2 separate regions of the Mus musculus genome follow, and region 2 is linked to region 1. Evidence: chromatin contacts called from public promoter capture Hi-C data. All regions are on one chromosome and are shown on one strand. The core of a region is the stretch at or near the end of the contact, and the rest is flanking DNA. Distances in the headings are between cores, read along the strand shown.

The links. Promoter capture Hi-C pulls out the DNA fragments that hold promoters and counts their contacts.
Region 2: a promoter capture Hi-C map of liver shows a contact between it and region 1, with 4 times the contacts expected there. The contact joins the promoter of 2900092D14Rik here to the promoter of Il18r1 in region 1. A contact is called at or near these places in 3 of 39 promoter capture datasets (liver and stem cell-derived epiblast-like cells).

What each region holds. Positions count from the first base shown.
Region 1 is chr1:40,464,182-40,468,938 of GRCm38.p6, reverse strand. It overlaps Il18r1 (interleukin 18 receptor 1), which reads right to left and starts at 2,933. Exons shown (of 11, transcript NM_008365.2): 1 at 2,582-2,933. Il1rl1 (interleukin 1 receptor-like 1) reads right to left here. Exons shown (of 11, transcript NM_001025602.3): 11 at 3,524-4,757.
Region 2 is chr1:42,697,707-42,702,463 of GRCm38.p6, reverse strand. It overlaps 2900092D14Rik (RIKEN cDNA 2900092D14 gene), which reads right to left and starts at 2,128. Exons shown (of 1, transcript NR_027891.1): 1 at 1-2,128. Pou3f3 (POU domain, class 3, transcription factor 3) reads right to left here. Exons shown (of 1, transcript NM_008900.3): 1 at 2,254-4,757. The coding sequence ends at 3,825. All of the region lies in intron 1 of Gm46091 (predicted gene, 46091), which reads right to left.

The sequences.
Region 1 (4,757 bases), core at 1,684-4,183:
GGAACAGGCCTCTGGTGTATTTGAATCTGCTTTTTCTTTTTATTATATATGATTTAAATAATCACATAATGCTAGCTGTTTCAGTTCATGATTATCAACTCTTCCATTGCAAGTGATTCTTTCTCAATTCCCCAATGTCTGGAATTCTACCCAATTTGTTTAATTTCTCTTTTGGCATATTAGCATATAGAAAACTTTATAACCATGCATACAAGTCAATACTCTTGTGTGTGTGTGTGTGTCTGAGTGTGTGTGTTTCCATCATTTTAAAGTGGAGATCATTCTGTATTTCCCTCAAAGGTAACACAGACATTCCTATATTCCTCAGTTTTATGATTTCATCCTGACATTTGACTTATTTCTAAACTTACAAACATTTCATTTACTTCTTTGTCAGGAAAATGGGACCGAATTAAACTTCTACTTCCAAAATAACTATGAATTATTTCTCTGTCCAATCAATTAGTGTTACCTTTCCTTTGAAGTTGGTTGATATCCATTTACCAAGAAAAGGCTCTCCTAGAGCTCGATTGGAAATCTAGCACAGGTAGGTGCCTGGCCAAAAGCACATGTGTGTAAGCATGAACACACTCACTTTCTCTCGGTTCTCACTGTGCCAACGTTCCATAGCAGCTGATACTAACCAGCCTGAGCCACTCTATATTGGCTTCTTTGCTAAATCGTTGAATGAAAGAAGCTTACAAAATACATACAGATGCAAGTCCCGACTCATCATTCGATTTATTGCACACCTACACCATCTCTGACTTCTTAAAGCATAATGTCTTCAAAGGTTTATTTTGACAGACATGCTGCCCACTAAACACACACGGGAGGCAGCCTGAGCCCTTGACTCTTCCACATTCCCAGCTGATTCCAGTGTACAAACAAATGGAAAGCCACCAATCTATAGGTCTTGCCTGTGCACTCAGAAAAGTACATTTCTTATTAGACACATTCAGTTCATAGTTGACATAAAAAATATAAAATTAATCCATATGCAAGCATGTATGTGTGTGCTCATAAATAGAAAGGATAGTTACAAACTTAGTTGCCCAATGACATAAACTTTTCTCTAGATTAAATTAAGTGCTCTTCCAAACGTTTTGTGATCTGGAGGCATAGGGTGAAGGCCAGATGCAAGGTGACAAGTATCTCTGTCCCCCAAGACAAGGGAGTCCTTTCAAAGGATGTCAATGTGGTCATGTCCTTAGGTCCTGAGTTTCTGTTCTGTCCTTTTGGGTCCTTACCATGAGGAAACTGACCACATTCTAGTAAAAACAGTTCATCTGAGCACATAGATACTAAGCTCCTTAAAGCTTCCAGGTAAACACACACACACACACACACACACACTCACGTCCATACACACTCAGTTTCTAAGGCTGGGAGAGTGGGAAACAACTAAGCTTGTGACAGTTGAGTTTCAGTGACTCACAGGTAAACATGTCACCTCAGGGACAGTCATTGCTTAACAAAACATGACCCTGATGTATCCCTCACACTGCTTTGGTGAATTATGACACCCAATGAGGTTTTTCTTTTCCTCGCTGGGACCGCCACTGAGCTGGGCTCTCCATGACTCTTTTTAAACACGCAGTCCCTTTTGCTACAGTCTCCAATGGGTGTTTTACTTCATCTGCAGAAAGGCGAATCAGTCTGGTACAACCAACAAAAATGATCTTGAATACACCCTTGCACTTCTGCTTTAAGAAAAAAAAAAAGGTGTGCACATTTGACTTTCCATCTGTAAGGAAAGGAGAGTCATTGCTACCTCACGACACTTAGCGTAAAAATGCCTGCTGCTATTATCTCCATTTTCCAAAATGTGCCTTCACAAACATGGATCCGGACATGAAGACCATGTTCCCTTTCCCCCCCTCCCCCTCCTCTGGGACCCTATCGTCCTTGCAATATGACACGATGTTTGGCATTGTCAGGAAGCTTGCCAGTTCAGGCCAACCCTAACACACAGCACTTCCAGGGCTCCTGGACCAACCTCCACTTCCTGGTGAGGTACCCAGGAGAAGGCTCTCTGCTTTTCCATAATGTGTGCCTAAGGCAGATATTCTTGTGACTGCAGTGTGTGTGTGTGTGTGTGTGTGTGTGTGTGTGTGTGTGTGTGTGTGTTTGTGTGTGTGACTCACGAGTGTGTGCACAAGAGTGTGAGTGTACATGCATGTGTGTGGGCGCTTGTGCATGCATCAGTGCACACATATGTACATGCATGTACTCATGAGGGAGAGTGAACTATTCCCCAAATCTGCATAAATGGGTCATTCACTGATGCGATAACTGAAGATGTTCTTAGATAAATTTCTGAATATTTCTCCCCTCACACCATTTATTAAACCTGATATTGCCTGTTTCATTTGTCTCCTAAGAGGATTAAGCAACTAAAATACAGCACACCTGTGTGTATTGTCAGCAGAGGGTAAGAGCTGAACAAATCAACTGTTGCTGTGTTTTAGCTGTTCATACCTCTCTACAAAGAACATATACATTTGTACTCACTAGTTATACACACACACACACACACACACACACACACACACACACATACACACCACTCACAATTGACCTTGTTTTCAGGATCGTTGTGGGTGGTTCCTCTCCTTGCTCCAGACAGCAGAAGACAGTGAGGACTGGACATCAGAGTCTGCCCTTACCTTCAGAGAGGTGGCCCACACACAGGCCTGGGCAGTGGCTTCTCCTTCACTTACATCTGTGAAGCAGGATTCGCCCAGCAAGTGAGACTAAATACCTCCTGGTCCACAACTGTGACAACAGACAGGGAGGGAAGGCACAGTGAGGCAAGGCCAGGAGCTTGATTAGAGAGATTTGGCAAACCAGAGAATTATCGCAGGAAAAAAAAAAAAGAAGAAGAAGAAGAAGAAGCCAACGACCGGGGGTAGGGAGGTGGAGGGCTGGGAGAGGAAGATCAGAATAAGAAGAAGAAAGGAAAAGCTAAGGTTTCAGGTGGGCACCGCCTGGGATGGGAGGAGCTCCTAAGAGCTGGGGGACTGAAGCCTAGGGCGCTACAGGCTGCTCCACCCAGGAGCGCTCAAGCTTTCAGTTCTGGGAAGACCTGTACTCCTGGCAGGGTTTCTCTGCATGTCCCTGCTCACCTAAGAGCTCCACAGTTCCCAGAACTAACCCCGACACCCCACCGCTGAGGCGATAGAGCCCCTGGAGTTCTCCTGCCTGGATCTCAGCTGACTCCTCCGCCAGACCTCCAGGGAGGCACAGCCACCGCCTTTGGCTTCCCGGAACCTGCAGCCTGTCTACTCAACCACAAGAACCACCTGTGTGCCCTGTGCGCGCCACACCCTTCAGGCAGAGGGCGCTGAGAACCCAGGACTCCTGCACTGCGGGAGGAGAGTCCTTGAGACTGCCAGGCTCGCAGAGCCAACATAGTGCCAGCCAGCGCAGGATGCCCAGCCTCCTGGATGGGTGGAAAGCCACAATTGGGAAGTTATAGTGAGATTTTAAACTGTTCAAAAGAAACGAAGGCCAAACAGTATTTCTAGATTTTTTTTTTTAATAAGCTAGAACTCTTCAAACACACATGAAGAAAACACACAAGGAGTCAATGGCACAATTATTTTTGCCCAGTGAAAAATAATTTGTCATACAATAATAAATAGGAAAGGCATAACATTTTGATACATGGAAAACAAGCATTTAACAAACTTCAACACTCTTTCTACCAGAACTCACAAACTGGACAGTAGGACGGCTCCTTCCCTTCCTAATCTAATACAGAGATGGCTACAAGAGGCAACACGAGGAAACGCTTTGTTTACCTGTAACTGGTAAGCAAATAAGGTCAGCTCTGCCTGGACAAGCACTTTGAAGAAATGAGGGGAACAAAAGTAGAAATGGGAGAAAGCCCCACAGAAGACATTTTTACATGGATCATGCTTTGAACCTTTCAAAACAGTAAAATAAAACTAATATTTTGAGTTTAGCAAAAGCATCAAAGCATATGTGTGTTCATTACAGAAAAATCTATTATTTCTTCCCTTTCTTCTTCCTTCTTCCTTCTTTCCTTTCCTCCTCCTCCTCTTCTTTTTCTTTGTTGTTGTTGTTGCTGCTGCAGCTGTTGCTGTTGTTGTTAGGACAGGTTTTCTTTTTGTAGCTCTGGTGTCCTGGAACTAACTCTGTAGAGCAGGCTGGCCTCAAACTCACAGAGATCCACCTGCCTCTGCCTCCCAAGTGTGCCATGCTGCCCAGCTCAATTACATGCAAATAGTTTAGACTTATCAGAAGAATCTCGGGAACAAATAATAATTCTCTTTAGTCATTTTCCATGGATGGAGCAGCAGGCATGAGGAAGCAACTATTCCCAGGGATGAGATTGGAGAGAATTTCATTTTTAGAGGTCTTCATTCAGCACAATCATGGAATACACACTCAAACTCACACGGCTCACAATGAGATTTCATAATCACCAACATTAATATTTATCCAGTTCTTTCTGAAATCCGAATACTTCTATTTTCAGTTAGCAAAGAATCCAGCACGTTACTATGTTCCATCCAACCTAAGAAAAATTACTATCTGAGGTTGCTAAGGGACGTCCTCACAGCCACAGAGCAAGGATTCCGTTATCGGGAGTGAGGACTTCCTCCTGATTGCACGTTCTGGGACATGAGACAGTTATGTACACAGCATGCTTTTCAGTGGTCAGTTTTGGCAACTCACTAAGAAGTAGATGAAGCTGCAGAAGATCAAAACCTTCTACTACAGCAGAG
Region 2 (4,757 bases), core at 879-3,378, 2.2 Mb before region 1:
GATCAAAGCTTGGATAGTGGCTCGGGAGCCACACTCTACTGTAAACTATAACTGGGCCTAGTTTGAAAGTAGCCAAGCTGATGGACCAGAACTTTGTCACTTTCCTTTGGGTTGGAAGGGGAAGAGTAGGCAGTCTGAAATGGAGGAAACAAATGGGCAGTTTACGAAGCACAAGACATTTGTGCTGCATAAGAACACAATGACCAAATTCTTTTTTTTTTAAAGACCTGGTGATATACAACAATATGTTCATTATTTACATGTGTAACAATATGAGCCTTAGCACAAAAACTCTCATATCTTCTCTGCTGTGTTTCAACCATCAATTTCATTTTGTAAATACATTCAAAGGATTGACTTTAAAACAAAAAGTGCAAGCGTCAGCTTACTTTACACAACACACAATGACAAGCAAAACTGCTTGGTTTGCCTATCTTCTTCAATCAAAAACGTACTCTGCTACCCATAGATCTGGGCTTCTTCCAAAGTAACCAGCAAATAGAAGACAGGGTAAAATCTAACATTAGCTCTTTTGTCATGAGCTAAATCAAGAAAGCAGATACCTCCTGGCATTTAAAATAGACCCATTCCTTTCCTAGTCAGGCACCACCATTCCAGCAGGAAAACAAAACAAAACATCAAACAAACAAACAACAAAACAAAACAAAACCTCGCCCTTAATCAAACAACAAAAATAAAACAAAAACAAAAACCCACCAAGATCCCTGTCACACACCAGTGATGTGTTCCATTTACAAACAGCCTGGCCCATTCCTCACTTTCAGGGAGGCCTTCTTGGCTTACCCTCAGAGCCTCTAAAACAACAACAACAACAACAACAACAACAACAACAAAACAAACAAATAAAAAGATGATGACTCTCACCCTACCCCAACTCCAGGCAGTGTGATAACAATAACAGGAGAAACAGAAAACAAAAGCAAAGAGAAAAATAAAATGTGGTTTCTTATCTGTACCTTCATGTCTTTCTGTTTAATAAATATGGCCTTTTCCAGATTTCATGAATCAGAATGCTGGTGATTTTTTTTTTTTTTACTACAATTTGGTATCTAAAATAATGCAACCCAAATACATGGTTGTCTGGCTGGGCTCAATTTGTGCTATTGGGTCTGTCTGTGAGAAACTATTTCTTGTCCTCATAGTTTCCCAGAATTTTTTAACCCTTGAATCTATATTGGGGGAGGGGAAGCCAGCAAAGATTAGGCAAAAGGTGAATGGTAGCTGAGATTGGGGGAAATGCCTGTGTAAAAATCATTGTTTTTCCACCTAAGTACTTAAAAAAAAAAAAAAAAAAACCACATACAATACAAGGACTCAACCAATCAGAGCCTTTCTCCTCTTTATCTCTCATACCCTGAGGTGTTGTATTTCCAGCTTGTAAATACTGATGCATCAACTTGATAAATGTGACCATCCTGCAGGGTCTTATCTAAAAAGTGACCAAAATAACTAAAGCCTAGGCATTGGTAAGGAAGATGAAGAGTTACTATGCCTCTGAAGGACCAAACCACAGAAATGGGCAGCCTGGAGTCTGCGCTAGGGACAATCTCAGCACAGAGCAAAGCAGGGCTCAGTACCATCATCTTTCATGAAAGAAATATAGGAAGAAAAGCAAATATAGGCTTAATAATGGAAATTTAATCACACATAGTTATCAATGGGGAGTAACTGATATCAAAATATTTCATGAATTTATAAGCTATCCTTCGCAACTATTGATCCACAAAGACAGAAAGAGAAAGAAAAGAAAGAAAGAAAGAAAGAAAGAAAGAAAGAAAGAGAGGAAAGAAGGAAGGAAAAGAAAGGAAGAAAGAAAAAAACAGGGATATATTGGAAGGCAAGGTGATCAAAAAGAGGCTGACCTAAGAGGAACTGTATTTACCATGACTGGCTGGTGGGCATATTTTCACTGGTGATGTAGCAAAACACAGGTACTTTCAAGAAAATGGCTAATATTTATAGATCACTCAGCAAAAACACTAGAGACACCCATTGAAACTGAGGGTAAGGAGAATATTGTGAAATTTATGGACCAACAAGGAGTGAATAACCACTATTGCTAAAGCAACTCCTTTTAGCAACCCTAGCCTGTTCTGGAGGTTTCAAACATACCTTTGCGTGGGGAAGCTCCGCTCTCTTAATGCTATGACTTAAGGGTCTGCATTAGTAAAAAAATATTTTCTAAAGGATTCTTTTCTTCCCACACAGTGTTTATGCATCAGACACAGACCATTTCATTCTAACAAATTTATTTTCTCAATCAGCTCTTACGGAATCACTACTCAAATTAAATTACAATCAAATGATCACATCAAAAGATACCCTTATTACCTAACAACTGTCCATATTTTCATTTCATTTTGATTTGTGCTCGTCTGAAAAAAACACGTAATACAAGATCTGGGGAAAAATAAATTACCGTTTTGCAGCAGTTCATAAGTATTTTGAATAAAATATTAAAAGAAGTCATTTAATGAAAATATAAAGCAAATATTTTTAGATCAACAACGGATCTAACGATTCTATATTGCCGTCATTTGAAAAGTCTGTTTATTAAAACCTACCAAAAACACTGCTTGGAAATGGCAGTATTACATAATCACATCCGCAGCACCCATTCAATCAAAGTTGGCAACGCATTGAGGGCAGAAGTCAAGGGAAGTGCGCGGTTGGTGCTGTCTTTCCACACCCTTTTATCGGAGTCAGTCCAGAAATAAAAAATAAAAAATGTTAATAAAAAAAATATTAGCGGCGGAATCTTTAGGCATGGTCCACCCCGAGCGGCAGTCAGCAAAGCCCGGGTTTGGTGGTGGAGGCCTGGCCCTTGTGGGCGGTCTCAGAGGCTGGGCCCGGGCCCCGCTTTTGTGCCCTCTCCGCTAGTGGATTGCGGCTGGACGTACCTACCCTTCAGCCTCACCCAGCCTTGGCTCTTTCGCGATGCTTTTATTTCCAAGTTTACTGCGGAGGATGCTTTCTTTTGGCTTTCTTGTTCAGTCTGTGAACTTCAGAAGCGGCGAATCTTCCCCCCCAGACTCTGTTTCTCCCTTCTTCCCATTTCTTAGTTGATTTATTTGTTCCCCAAAGACTTGAATATGGCCAAGAAAAACACTGTCCAAGAGCAGAGTCAGACCTGCAGGAAACCTGGTGCGTCTTTCTTTTCAGGTCGCTCCCCATAAAGAAAGTTTCCATGGATCTTTTAGGCAGCCCTTTTGGAAGAAGTGGAAGAAAGAGGGGGGGGGTGTCTCTCTCTTATCTCCGAGGCAGGTGTTCTCCACCGACGACGCCATGCAGGACATCTCGGTGTGGACAGTACCTCAAGTGTGCAGTTTAGGTGCGTTAGGCATCTTCACCCTTCTTTCAAAACAGAAGCAGAACACCACCACAGTATAAACGAGATGTCCCTGTTGCCCCTTTTCCTCTTCCGGTTTTGTTTGTTATATATGCATATAAAACAGTCTTGGTATTTATTATGCTTAAAAATTTTTTTGGTCCCTCCTTTCTTGGACTTCAGAAAGAGTCTCATCGGTCTCCAGCTGTCCTCCCCCCTCCTGGGGCCGTGGCACGCCTGTCTTTGGGCGGAGGGGAGGAGGCCTAGATGCCCTGGCACTGGCCAGGTGCTGGGTCTGCGCGGCGGCAGCGGCGGCGGCGGCGACGGTGACGGCGGCGGCGGCGGCAGCAGCAGCAGCGGTGGTTCTCGGCGGCGGCGGCTCGGAGACGGCGGCGACGGCGACCATGGCGGTGCTGACAGCGGCTGCGGAGGTGGCGGCGGCGGCGGCGGCCCTCTTCGCGCTGCGCCCCGGCATTCACTGCACGCTGGTCTGAAGCCCGTGGTGCGGTGGCGGTGTGTCAGCGCTCACGGTACCCACCTGCGAGTAGACATCGTCCGGCGTCTGCTGCTGGATGCCAGGGGGCGTCATGCGTTTTTCCTTTTGGCGTCGGTTGCAGAACCAGACCCGCACGACCTCCTTTTCCAGCTGTAGGCTGTCGGCCAAGTTGGTGATTTCCTGCGCCGAGGGTTTAGGGCACTTGAGGAAGTGGCTCTCCAGCGCGCCTTTGACGCTAACCTCGATGGAGGTCCGCTTCTTGCGCTTGCGGCCCTGCGCTGCGATCTTGTCAATGCTGGTGGGACTGCCAGTGCTCGAGTCAGCCTCCTCCAGCCACTTGTTCAGTAGCGGCTTGAGCTTGCACATGTTCTTGAAACTGAGCTGCAGGGCCTCGAAGCGGCAGATAGTGGTCTGCGAGAACACGTTGCCATAGAGCGTACCCAGAGCCAGCCCCACGTCCGCCTGGGTGAAACCCAGCTTGATGCGCCGCTGTTTGAACTGCTTAGCGAACTGCTCCAGGTCGTCAGACGTCGGCGTGTCCTCGTCCGAGTGAGGGTCGTGGCTGTTGAGCCCTGGCCCCGCGCCGCCGCCGCCGTGATGCGGGGGTCCCTGCGCGTGGTGCGGGTGCGGCGGGTGCGGGTGCGCGTGGTGGTGATGGTGGTGATGATGCTCCGCCAACTCGGGCGTGTCCCCGCGCACTAGCCCGGGGTGAACCAGGCTCTGGGCTCCACCGCCCGCTCCACCGCCGCCACCGCCGGGCCCCGGGGGCGCGCTCAGCATGCCGTTCACCGTGAAGCCTCCGGGCTGCGAGTACAGCAGACTCTGCGGCGGCGGCTGCTGGCCACCCGCCATGGACGGGAGGTGAGCGGCAGCGGCGGCGGCTGCGGCGGCAGCGGCGGCGGCGGCTGCGGC